Regions from separate parts of the Bicyclus anynana genome. Here region 1 is linked to region 2. Evidence: chromatin contacts called from public Hi-C data. All regions are on one chromosome and are shown on one strand. Each heading gives the region's core, a stretch centred on a gene start, on an enhancer-like site or on the middle of the called end of the contact. The rest is flanking DNA. Distances are from core to core; before and after follow the strand shown. Region 1 overlaps LOC112045330 (frizzled-4). Region 2 overlaps LOC112045330 (frizzled-4).

Region 1 (6,519 bases), core at 1,365-3,864, 38 kb before region 2:
TGTAGGTTCATCAGGATCCACATCCCTGGTGACGACCAGCAAGGAGGAGTAACGGTCGTTCCTGACACCGCTACTGGCGGGGGGCGCAACTGATTAGACATGACAGTTACCTGTAAGCTCATCAGCATCCACGTCCCTTGTGACCAGCACGGCGGCGGCCAGCGCGGCGGGCACGCCCCACGCAGCCAGCTGCAGCAGGGAGGAGTGGCGGTCGTTCCTGGCGCCGCTACTGGCTGGGGGGCGCAGCACGCTCGCTCGCCACGCACCCGTCACTACCACCCACCTGGAAATGTATACGCTGAAATTAGTTTAGCAACAAATAGACTATTTTGGAATTAAACGCTTAAAGGTAAGTACGAGTAAAGGCTGATGCTCAATATTATCGTCATCATGGTCATTCTATTATAGCGGTCCACAGATCTCCTCATCTCCTCATCCTACCCCAGGATCTCGTGATCCGAATAACATAACCTAACCTTGCAAAAGTGCTCGTTAACTAAGCCTACACAAAATTAATTAATTTGACTTGGACTTTGAAACCACATCTGGTTGACAGCCAACGAGCGTCCTTAATAAACTTATTCATTAATTCTTTTTTTCTTGCTATTTGAATAAACATGAGTCGGTGTGCTAAGCTATTCACTAACTAGGTGTGTATTGACAACCTATAAAAATTAGCATCAAATCTACAAACTGCATTTTTCTTATTCTGTAAATACCCAATGATAATAATTAAAATGACGTCATAACAACGGCAACTGGGCAATATCCACTCATCTGCTATAGTATGAATTCATTTTCATTATCAATGTAAGCCCATTGATAATGAATACTAAAAATGCAGTTTTTAATAATTTGATATTAATTATATCTCTAATTTGACTGACTCTTGCGCGCGTCTCAATTTTGTTGTAAATTAAAGACTAAGTTAGTGAATAGGCCGTCTGACCGGTATTGTTTTATTGCTATCAAAACTTTGCAGATACTATTTAAAAAGGGCGTAAAAATTCAAGATGGGATTAATTAAGCGGTTGATTCAAGCAAAAAAATCAGCTGTTGACGCAGGTGGGTTTGTTAAAGTGTTTCAGTCAATTATCTCACCATATGAGGAAAGTTGAACGTGGCAATTGTATTTTATAAACAATCTAGCATACTATGAAATGTTTGGAGATTAATTAAAGTAGCTAATAAGGCAGGTAATGAGTGTAATGGAGCATAACGTAACCGTTGTATGCAGTTTTTAATGACAGGTTGGGCCAAAATACGAATGAACAGGTAAGTAATAAAAAAAAATATTATCGTAAACAACGTTTTGTAGACATCGTTTTGATGTGATGGTAAAAAAAAATGCATACAAAATGGGTAAATGTTTCCTACCTATAATATAATTGTTATATTTCGTAGTGCACCTACGAGCATGTCAGAATTAAAATAATATTAAAGTTTTAAAGATATATCGTCGTTATCAACATATACGGCTCACTGCTGAGCTCGAGTCTCCTCTCAGAATGAGAGGGGTTAGGCCAATAGTCCACCACGCTGGCCCAATGCGGATTGGCAGACTTCACACACGCAGAGAATTAAGAAATTCTCTGGTGTGCAGGTTTCCTCACGGCGGTTTCCTTCCTTAAATATATATGTTGAATATAAAAACTACTATTTTATATACCTAGTACCTACCTGGTACATTAACCTATCAAAACAAAATTAAATTATTGAAACATGTTCTATGTCATGTACCTACCCGTAGCATGTTAAGAACGCTTTTAAGAAATCTACTTGAATATAAATAAAAGTTATTTTTAAAGCATGTTTTCATACATTGCTCTGACGGCAATAAAAATAAAATAAAGCATAACTCTGGGCAGCCAGACCGGCGTAAACTTTTAAAAGCGCATTCATTTCGAATGGGGTCGTTATTAATTTTAATGCCCACAGATGATCAGTTGTAAATAATAATAACTGATATTAGAATTTTTAAACGTGACTTGTTGTCATCGACCGTGGTTTTTAATCCCCGATGCAAAAAGAGGGGTCTATAAATCTGACGTGTATGTCTGTCTGTGGCACCATGGAATGAAATATAGCATATGTTACTCACTGATAATGAAACTTTCCCTTAGTGCGATAGAATTTTGAAAGTCGGTTTCTTTTAGACGTGAAAGCGTAAAAAACACAGAGCTTACAACGCATCAGTGTGATTCTGAACTTAAAATTGCTTAGTACAGTAGAAAAGATGAATTCAAAACTCAATAAGGTGAACATAACACTTTTAGAGAAACTAAACATTTTTTAAGTTCTACTAAAACTACTATCGAGTTTTACTTCTACTACTACAGTTCTACTGAAAAAGTTGCTGTAATATACCCTGTCAAAGATTGCGCTTTGCCCAAAACGTACTAATCCAACATGGCAGCTTGAGTTGATGTAAATTACAGTCCTCAGGGCTCTTAAGCTCGTTAAAGCCCGCGACAGGTAAATCCTCCCGAAGGGACAAGAAAGGTATCGCCTTGTTTTACCGACACCATTATAAGTTGAGCTGTCGGTATCTTGAACTCACTTTACGTTGTACGGAGTTGAGGTTAGGCATAAGGACCCCCAGGGGTACAATTAACTTGGACAAGCTCGCCTGCAGTGGCGTGTCACTGGCACTTGAACAAACAGCGGTCTCTATTTGAACAGAGCCAAAAGTGGCGATAGTCCAAACACCAATGTTTGTTCCACTGCACTGGCGTGTTTATACGGGCCACGACCAACACATGTCGGCTAACATTGTGGGTGTCTAATATTTGTATGATTTGCATTGTGATAATTAGGTATTGGAATGGTACAAGTATGAGAACTGGCATGTTTTTAGTCAATAGTTTAACTGTTTAGTTTTTACAACGATTGCTTCTTTTAAACATAGTCGATTGCCTATTCTGTACATACCTACTGATATTTTCAGAAGAGCCTGCTACATGGAATTATTATTGTATGCCAACATCTGTATAAAAATGTTAATTGCCCATTTTTTGCTTAAATAAAGATACAATGATCAAGCAGTTGTATTTATCTGAAATTTTCGCTATGACTGAAAATGCCAAATTGTGAATCTTTATCATTTTCATATTATGAATAGAGGTATAGAAAGGTATGAGAATTGGCATGTTAGTGGTCAATAGAAATATGAGTGAGTGTTTAATTTTTTACATTGTCAAACAGCCGTATAACTCTATGCGAAGGTATTTTCAGAAGTTCCAAGTGATATTGAGATTTGAGCGCTAACTCTAAGTTGTAGAGTCGTGCAAGTTCTTTATTATATTCATATTACGCTATAGGTAGGTACTCGTAATTACTGACTGACTTATTATTTGCAGATATTCATATTGACTTCGTGGCAACATTCCTCGTGGGCAGGATTTGTATCTGTTAGCTTAAGTTTCTTATAGTATACTTGTTCACTTTCGTGTACAATGTGGTTAAAGCCAGCTTGGTTTTTATAATTTTTTCATTTGTATGCAAACTCCTAAGTGAATGTCTGCTATCTGTCTCGATGTAGAGAGCAGAGTAAAGAGGAAAACTGTCCCGATGTAGAGAGCATTTTAAATATTTGAGTAAACTGACAGGCTATTTGAAATGCACTTCCAGACTCCAGTTCAAAATATTCACTTCAAAAACTATACATGGGTGGAACAGCAAGTAAGCTATGGGTATTGTTGTGTATATTGTATATTGAATCAAGGCGTAAACAATTTTGTTTCTCACTGAAAGCTTACATTTTTCCACAGTAAAAATGGTGGGACTCAAATACTCAACACAGTGGTTTATTGAGCAACCAAAAGCCTCTACTATCCCAACAGTCCACGGCCCTGCGCCATATCGCGAACGCCCCTAGATACGTGAGGAATCTGACCATCCCAGAGACCTCCGTATCGAGGACCTAGACTCGGCCATAATCAATCAAGCGATCCTAGTCTACGCCGAGACGAGACGTAACACCCGCACATCATAGCGCCGTGGCACGCACGCCCGCCCGATCGACTGGCTCTCCCACGGGATATCCTTCAAGAAGACAAATGACTTCATCGTGAGACTTATGTCCGGCTCTACCTGGACGAAACTCTCAAGGCTACACAACTTTACATAGCCAAGAAGATACAATAGAACAAACCCCAACAGGGCAGGAGGTCATCCAATGACCACTCACAACTCTCTCTACCTCTACAATTGTAGAGCGCGAACGACACTGCACACAAGAGGCGAATGTCTTGGACGTGCCACGCATGGGCCCGTGAGAAAAACAAGAACGGAGGTGGATTCGATTCTACTCTTTACACAGTCTTTCCAACTTACTATTAGGCATTTATATTTACCAGATTTGGCAAATATGAAAATAAATATAAAAAATAATTGTAGTAGGTATCTGGTATATATGTATGTATGTAGTTATATGATAAAGTAGTAGGTACTCAGTGTGTATTTTTCATTAGATACTCCTACATAATGAAGCCACAGGATAAAAATGAATCATTCTGAATGCAAACATCGTTACCACAGAGGCGTGAACAGGCTGGAAGCTTTTAAATATTTGTATTCTTTTTCTTATTTTAAGTGCGGCGTGTCGCACCTCGATCGACCATTAATTGATAATATTATCTTGCTGGAACCGATCCTTTCACGCTATAAAATTAAAAAAAAAACAACTAAAATGTAAATTCAAATATTTGTGCTACAAGGCTTCAACAGTTTTATAAGGCTGGGACGGTTAAAGTGCATATGAAAATAGCAGAAAAAGGAGTATAAGACTATGGTATTGCAGCTAGGATAATCTATGGATTTACTAAACCGATGTTGAAAATTCCTTCAACGCCACGTTATTTGTGAGTGTCATAGGCTATATTTTATCCCTGCATTCTCTAAACTACGCGGGTGAAACCGCGGGCCGTCTGCTAGTTTTATTATATTTTACAAATTACAAATGCTGTTATATACTGAAATAGATAAAGGTGCTTAAAGTTAGGATTAATATAACGCTAATTTCAGGTCTTAGCTATCAAAGACATTCGTTTTTAAGAATCATCATAATATAATTATATTCTACAGAAAAAACTGATTTTAAATTGCATGATGTAGGTGTAGGTAGGTATAATAATATGCTCCCGACCGACTTTTTCGGTCACGGCGGCTAATCTTATGGTGAGATTAACCAATTACGCAGGAGATATTATAGTGCACAAGTGTGTGCGCAGGCACAGGTGCACTCTCTCTTCCCTCACTCTCGAAATCCGATGGGACGGCAGACCGACACGACCGGTGAGAGATCAGGGGCAGGACCGACGGCTTTACGTGCTCTCCGAGGCACGGGGGTGTACTAACACCGCCAACTTCCGAACTCCAGGCTGCTATTAAGATTTTCCTTGTAAGAAAAAAATCCAAATAACCCATTTTGTTTTTGTTGGCCTGACCAGGGTTCGAATCCCGATTCGAACCCTGGACCTCATTGTTCGTAGCTGAACCAGCTAACCACGGGATCAATGAGGCAGTAAAAGTAGGTAGGTATAGATACTATTTGTCGGTGCATTTTTAATGATTGTTACTATTCCCGATGGCTTTAGACCCGGTCCGATTTAAAAGTTCGGGAAGCAGAAGACTCGAGACGAGTATAAAGGCAGTCGTAAAGAATCTCCTCAATCGTAATAATAAAATGTAACACCAACGGAACTATTTACGTAGACGGCCCCATTTACAGCTTCGGTTACGATGCCATTTTACAAATACTCATTTCAATAGAATTTTATTACAAGAGCAAATGGCATCTGTTGTACTTTTGTACTTCTTTTGGGTTTTTAGAATCCAATTTAATTTTGTATATCTGTCTATCTGTCCGTCTTTTTGTTAACCGGGCATTACGCTGAAACTACTGAATGAATTTAAATGAATCTTGGCACGATTTGAGACGAAAAAGGTTATATACTTTTTGTTACGAAAATGAAATAGGGGTTGAAAGTTCGTATGGAAAGTCCTTTATTTTTCAAGTTACTTTTGTAAAAATTGTCACGTGAACTACCAGAAAAATGCTGAAAATAATGTATATCAAGATTTTTTTATAATTCCGTGCCTAAATGTATTGCTAGGAATGCTAGGGTGAGTTAATTTAAACGGTAAAGTATCAAAAATGCAAGGAAATTATATCTTCTAAAAACAAAGCTGAAAGATTTTAACACATGAGATATTTCTGGCTTTTCATTCGGTTTTATCGCGGATGTCTGTGAAATAGCGGATACTAAAAACCGTGTTTACGTTGATTATAGCTAATAATTGGCTTTTATATCTCCACATTTTATATATCGCCTCGTTCTTTGACGTTGTTATGACTTACGAAGTTTATTACGGAGCTGAAATAATTTCGGCCGGAAAGGTCTAAGATCCGGATTAGGAATATATACGTTCATCTGTTATTTATTAGTAATAAGAAAAAAACTATAGATAATATTCACAGTGAGTCAGTGATACATTGCAAATAGGTAATACCTAGAA
Region 2 (7,406 bases), core at 4,277-6,776:
TGTATGCTTACTTTGGGGCTAGATAGTGATGTGTATTGTTTAAGTATATATTTATTTAAAAAAAAAACAAAAAAAATATATCTTAACCGTTAGCACATAATACATACATATTTATTAGATAAAATGGTTAGTATAACAAGACAGTCACTTATACCAACAGTTGAAATCGCAACCCACAGAAAAGACCGGCAAATAAATAAACTCCATTGTTTAAATAAAAAATAAGCAAGGAACAAACCCTAGCAACCTATTTTGAAATTCAGATGCGAATTGCAAGGTCAAAATAATTCTAAGAAACCAGCGATCTTTGTGGGCAAAGTTATTCCTTTTCAAACTCGACTTGTTGCGACGTTCTGCCAAATAAATTGGGTTTGGGAAGTTAGGATGCATTGTGTGCCGAAGTGGAGGCAGGTATGCTTTTTTTCTCCACTTTTGGGGTACTGGCGGTGGAAAAAAAGCCTTATTTATTGTTGCCGGCTGTTTGAACACAGGGCTATGTTAACTGCCACGTGGTTATGTTTAAAACATTCGGGAAATATGTAAGGATATTCATTATTCAAAATCACAAAGATTCGTGTTTTTGATTCACATTGGTTGAGGTTTGTGGAATATTATTAGGGATCTAATAATGACTGAAATATGAATCATTTAAAGTTCATGTTCCAAAACTATAAAATATCTCATTATTATTATAACGTTACGTGGATTAAAATAGTATAAAAAGTTACAGGTTTATACATAAAAAAAAAAGATACTGTACACGTCGAATTGTTAATCTTCTCTGTTTTTCGTCGGTGAAAAATAATCAATTTTCTTGTTCCCTTAACTAATAATATACCTACTATAAGTCTAAATTTTGAATTGTCATTTCATTATATAAATGCTAACTAAATATTTAAAAAGCAAGTTAAGGAAAAGTAGGTACATATACTTAGTGAACATGTAAAGAAGAGAGGAGTTTGATTTATTTAAATTCTATTCTTATCGCATTAATCTGAAAGTATGTATAATTTTTTTAATTTGTTTATTAACTATTCTACAAAATACATATTTATTATTTAATTTAATAGGTACTATTTTTTTTTATTTGTTTATTAACTATTCTACAAAATACATATTTAAGTTAAGCCTAACCATAGTGCAATACGACTTCTAGAGTTAAAACGTGCATTTCCAACAACGGATGAATTTACTTCATTTCACTATTTCAAAATGGCTCCCGTTAAATAGCAGCCGTGGGGCTCGGCGCGTCCTAAACAAACAATGATTTCCATTAATGTCCGACGGACTGACGGACACAGCCGCATATATTTATTGATTTATTGATTGTAAGCAGAAATCCCGAATCGTATATTAAACACGGTCCCAAAACGGCCGAAATGTTTTGAAAACGCGTCAGACGGGGAATGTTTGGACAGGTTTATGATAAAATGTTTGGGCGTAATTATATATTTCTGAACTAAATCGATGTTCATTGATGTACCTACAAGCCTATTCATAAAGGAATATAGCCAAAGAGAATATGTGTGGAGAAATGTGCGTTGAAATACGTTAGTTTTCCATTTTACAGCCTATAGGTAGAGGTTATAAGAAAGCGCGAAAAGACGTTACAGTAATATAAATACAAGGTACATAACCTATTATTCTTCCTACCATCTAATTTACCAAATCTAATAGCATTCATAGATACTCAATTGGTGGACATATTTTATCACCACAATATAAGTTTCAGAATTGTAAAAGAATAATTTTTAGTTGCTTGCCTTACCGGTTCCTACTCTGCTTGCCGTGTAGGTAGGTACTATAAACACACTTGACTTGTAAAGTAAGCCTACCATAAACAAACACATTTAGATTTAATTGTTGCCACAAGTGCGAAAATATTAAATCGACCCATGAAAGCTTTCAAAACAACAGTGACCATCTTGTTTGTGGGACAAGATGGCAGACGCTAAACGAACATACTACAACAGCTACGATTTATGTATTTCTATATACATATATTCTATGCCAAATATGCTTTTAAAGTTTATCTTGTGTTTTCGCACCGCCTTCAATAGAAAGGACATCTAGGTGATCTAGGACATCTATGTGATCTAGGACATCATAGGTACGAAGTTTGTTCGATTTTTAGAGTAATGCAACGCCACAGTACGGCCAATTTCGTTCGCTTATTTCAGTTCTTTTCATTTAATCACAAAATTACTGAATCGATTTTGTTAAACGTTAAATGTGACTAGTCTGGAAGTATACTCTTTCAAAGAAAAAAATAATTTTCAAAATTGGTTAGTAAATTACGAAGTAAATTGGTTAATAAGTTACGAAGCAAAATGGCTATACTATACTTACGTAACGTAATGATTGTAATATACTTTTTGGTACTTAGACGTTAGTAAATTGAATAGTTGTGAGGTAACAAACATAAAAACAAGAAAGCCAGTTAAAATAGGCATATACGAGCTTTCTCAATAATATGTACATAACGTTTGCCGTTTAGATTATGCATGGTCACCCTAAAGTAATAAGTTTGCGCTTAGCAAGCCCTCTCAGTATAGTTCGCGATAAGAGTAACTTGACTCAGCGTACATTACACTGGCTCACACAGAAGTGCTTCTGTTTTCAAATCAACACATGCTGATATAATATAATGTTGTGGGTTTGTAAGGCGATAGTGTTGCAGGCGTTATTATGTTACCATACGATTATTTCCTGCTTGTATTAGAGAATACAGTGTTATCTTTGCACTCTCATTAATACAGTCACATGTGTATAGGCAGCGCCGGACCGAGGTGAATTTTAGAATGGAGCGAGATCCAATTATGGCGCCTTTCCTGTTTGCTCCTAACATTATATACTAGGGACGTCTGAAAAGTTCGTAGAATAATATATATATATAAATTTCTTTTCGATCTTGTCTTTACCATTTCGGCGCCCCCTAGGATTTGGCGCCTGGAGCGACCGCTCCGTTCGCCGTATGGACGGTCCGGCCCTGTGTATAGGGATGTATAGTCAAATATTTGTATGATGAGCATCTAGGAGTAGCATATGTGTTTTGAATTGACGCCCCGCGGTTTTACCAGCGTAATCCCTGTACCTGTGAGAATTTGGGAATAAAATATAGTCTATTATGACACTTATAAATAACCTGACTTTCTCATGGTAAAATCTCTCTCTATCTATCTGTAAAGGTCTATTAGCTTGTGTTATGGGTAGTAAGATAACTATAATTTATCTATAGACGCTATACTAATATTATAAAGAGGTAAAGAGGTTAGAGGTATTATTATAATTAGGTATGTGATATTGTAGGGAGGTTATCTCTGGATTTACTAAACCGATTTTAAAATTTCTTTTAACACTAGAAAGCCACGTTAATTGAGTGTGTCATAGGCTATATTATATCCTTGCGTTCTCACGGGAACGGGAACTACGCTAGTAAAGCCGCGGGGCGCCAGTTTTATAATAAAGTTAAAAGCAAGATACTTGTTTTATACAAGTAGCAGATACTTTCTAGCTATTAGGAAATATAAAAGCATTCAAATAATTTATCTATTAAATATATCTAGTTAAAATAAATGTAAATAAAAATCTACAAAATATGTAATTAAACTTTCAGCTGTGGCTTTTTATTACAAATACCGACACTGGTAACTCGTTAACCCAATAAATATAGCAGTTAAACCACTAATAACTACTGCCAGTCTATTCCAATATTATAAAAATAAACCGTAGGTAATTGCACGAACATTACACTCGTAATTCATGACATGATCTTATTTTGTGCTTGCAGCAAATTGCTAGATATAATAAGGAGCTTGTTGCCGTGGCTGCCTACCTAGAAATTAAAGTCAATTTCGAAATTCCCGTCAGACGCGTTCCGAACGATACTTAGGTATAAGTTATACCCGCCCTTAATTACATGGCTATCCATCATCGAAAACCAACAAACAAGATTTCGAAAAGCGCAGCCCACCCAGACACTGACAGAAATATTTGCCCCATGACCTTCGGATCACAAGATTCGGAAGAGAACTTAAGGATGGCCGCTCACTGACAATTTTTAGTTGGCCGATAGTTAGACGACTTTTTAATTGTACGTGATTTAGTTGGACAGATGTGCGGGCTGTCATACATCGCTATACCTGAGGGCCTAGTGGCAGTTTGATACTGTTACCGTCACGTAACGTAAACGCGAATTTCTAAGGAATTGAAACAGCGCCATCTAGTGGCACTACTGCACAACTGTTTCAATTCCATATAAAATTTGCGAAAACGTCAACGTGATAGTAACAGTATGAAAATATTGAAAACTCCCACTAGGCACACTGTTCTACAACCGGCCAACTAAAAACTGTAAATGAGCGGGGTCTCTAAAAGTTTGATAATATACCAACTCGTATCTACTCGTAGTTCATATAATGAGAACCTGTTTTATGTTGTGAACGTATTTAGAAATCAATCAACTATATAATTATGTTTGCTTTTATAAATGGTTGTCGGCTTAGATTAAAGAAACAGGTACCGATGTATTATGGTGCGGCGACTGTGTTTATTACTTGAAACCTTAAAAGTTCGATTCTACCAAGCCGGTAGCGCGGAAGTCCGAAGTCGTAGGACTTTAGACGCAGTTTTTTTAATTAATAGTTGTTAGGTAAAATAGGGTGTGTAATTTTGAAACTATAAACTTCGTCCGTATGCTGTTATAACTGATGTTAAGTTGTTGGTAATACCAAAATAACAGATTTTAACCGGATGTTGAAATTTTTTTATTGAATGTCTGATTGTTTGGCACATTTTTCAACCGAATACTTTTAATTTTATGTTACTTAGGTAATTAAATGCTTATGAATGTTTTAACACGATACTTGACAAGAAAACTAGTCCATGTCTGTTGGTTTGCTTTTTCAACCGACGAAAATAGAGAGAAGGTTAACATTTCGACGTGCATATATTTTTTTATGTATGAACACGTGTAACTTTTTACTGAGTAGTCCGATATTGATATTTTTTAAGGGTAGGGTTCGAATTAGGTTCCATATAAATTTGGAAAAAAAATACAACCCTAAGGGTAGGAAAACAGGGAATGATTGATTGTATACCCATTAATTGATTTGACGGAACATTTCATTGGCACACAGATAGTTCACCTATAAAAGTTACTTAGAAAACTTTTATTAATGTAAGAAACGTTAGAATAGTACCAGTATTGTTCAAACATTGTCTTAAACAATGCGGAAAGCGTCTTCTTACGTATAAGTATAAAACAAAACGCATCTCTTCAGAAAATCGTGACATACCCATCAACAACCACTCAACATTCAACATCAAATCCAAGACAACAGATCTTATTATAGATAACCGTAACACAGATATGTTACTGGTATAGAGAAAGTGATAAATAGTGTAATTCAAGTTCAAAGCCAGATTATAACAATGGCCGTACCGAGATCGTATCACAGCGTGGTCCAGCCTGCATCGTGTTGTGGATATCTCGGCGCGTGCATCGTGGCTAACAAGCGATGCAGGACGCGTTGAGAATACAAAATGAAATTTTCAAGTACAAAAAAAAAGGTTTACCAGACCTGTGTTGGTGTTATCGAAATAGATCTTGTGTTTGATTTGTTTTGTAAGGGAACAGGTTTGATAAACATTTTATAAGAACAACGAATGAGTATTTTGATGTTCTACGAGAAAACGTGACGGATCGATCAAATACTTACAATCACAATATATGTAAATTAAGTGTTTGTCAGTGTTTTTAAAGTAACTGTGTCTTAGTTAAGTGCTTATAGTTATTAACACGAGATCAAAACACAAACGAGTTTTTTTAAAATTTGTGTCTGTCTGTCTCTTTGTCCGGGCTAATCTTTGGAAAGGCTGAACCAATTTTGATGGGACTTTCACTGGAAGATAGAGAAGATTATTGAGCAATATATAGACTACTTTATCCCGTAAACACCAAATATTCACGCGGCATATTATGTGAAAAACTGAATTTCTAACTATAGCTTGGGAGTGTTAGATATATTTCTAAATATATCTAACACTCCCGATATGGGGGCGTGTAGCGATGAATGAAAAACCCACGACTGATGCACGTCACTTCCCCTAACGCACGATTTCACACACGCGCAGTATTTCCGTCCGTCGCCCGCATATCATGAGAGTGTTATCAACGAACTTGCCAGAGTCTTCGTTATCAACCCATATTCGGCTCACTGCTGAGCTCGAGTCTCCTCTCAGAATAAGAGGGGTCAGGCCAGTAGACCACCACACTGGCCCAATGCGGATTGGCAGACTTCACACACGCAGAGAATTAAGAAAATTCTCTGGTATGCAGGTTTCCTCACGATGTTTTCCTTCACCGTTTGAGACACGTGATATTTAATTTCCAAAAATGCACACAACTGAAAAGTTGGAAGTGCATGCCCTGGACTGGATTCGAACCCACACTCTCTGGAATCGGAGACAGAGGTCATATCCACTGGGATACCACGACTCTCGCCTATAGAGTTTAGTTAATCATAATTTACAAAATATTAGGTACTTCTGTTTCCTGTGTAAAGCTGGAAACCGATCTAATTGCCTCCAAGTCCTCCAATGACAATTCATTAAGAATTTCACCACACTGCAGCTACATATTTTTTAACTAAGGTTCAATAAATTCACTGCATCATCGCCCAATATTCGTTGCATCGCCACAAAGCCGCTGGTTCCAATAATGAGGGTAGTGCGATAGCATCGCGGGCGGAGTTGATCCCCGCGCCAGATATGTAGGATCCTTTCTCGGCTCCTTTGTGTTTCTCCGGGTATACGCGACCGAATTGGACTTTGGTTGCCTTTAACTAAGCCTGTGTTACTTTAAGGTTCTTGTAATAAGTTCAGTGCCTTTTTAACACATGAAGCTATGTAGGTTTTAGCTGTTAGTGTTTATTTTATGAAGCATTGGTTTATATGAAGCTTTAACTGTGTTAGTATAATTTATTTATGTAAATATTTAAAAATTTTAAGCTAGAAATCTTGTGAAAAAATTTTTACTTTATTAGACACTAGCTGATGCCGCGCGGTTTCATCCGCGTGATTCCCGTTCCAGTAGAAATATGGGGATAATATATAGCCTATAGCCTTTCTCGATAAATGGGCTATCTAACACTGAAAGAATTTTTCAAATCGGACCAGTGGTTCCCGAGATTAGCGCGTTCAATCAAACAAAAACAAACACAAACTCTTCAGCTTTATAATATTAGTATAGATTAAAAAACTGTATAAAACCTAGTATTTAGCTTCTAAAATAACAGTTTATATCGATAATAGTTATTAAATATTTACGCCGTGACTGAGACAGTGATGATCCGTTTCATAGAGGAATATCTGATAAAAATTAGTTTTTTTTTTAATTTGTGCTA

Evidence for each region. Hi-C and Micro-C count contacts between places; a contact is called where the count stands out from the background.
Region 1: a Hi-C map of whole larva shows a contact between it and region 2, with 4 times the contacts expected there. The contact joins two enhancer-like sites. A contact is called at or near these places in 2 of 2 Hi-C or Micro-C datasets (whole body and whole larva).

Annotation. Positions count from the first base shown.
Region 1 is chr19:8,272,821-8,279,339 of ilBicAnyn1.1, reverse strand. It overlaps LOC112045330 (frizzled-4), which reads right to left. Exons shown (of 3, transcript XM_024081478.2): 2 at 111-283. Among protein-coding and RNA genes, the nearest start is that of LOC112045317, 12 kb to the left of the region's middle. Within about 2 kb of position 2,614, at least 8 of the 8 cell types and tissues checked have open chromatin away from gene starts, as enhancers often do.
Region 2 is chr19:8,237,176-8,244,581 of ilBicAnyn1.1, reverse strand. All of the region lies in intron 1 of LOC112045330 (frizzled-4), which reads right to left. Among protein-coding and RNA genes, the nearest start is that of LOC112045330, 17 kb to the right of the region's middle. Within about 2 kb of position 5,526, at least 3 of the 8 cell types and tissues checked have open chromatin away from gene starts, as enhancers often do.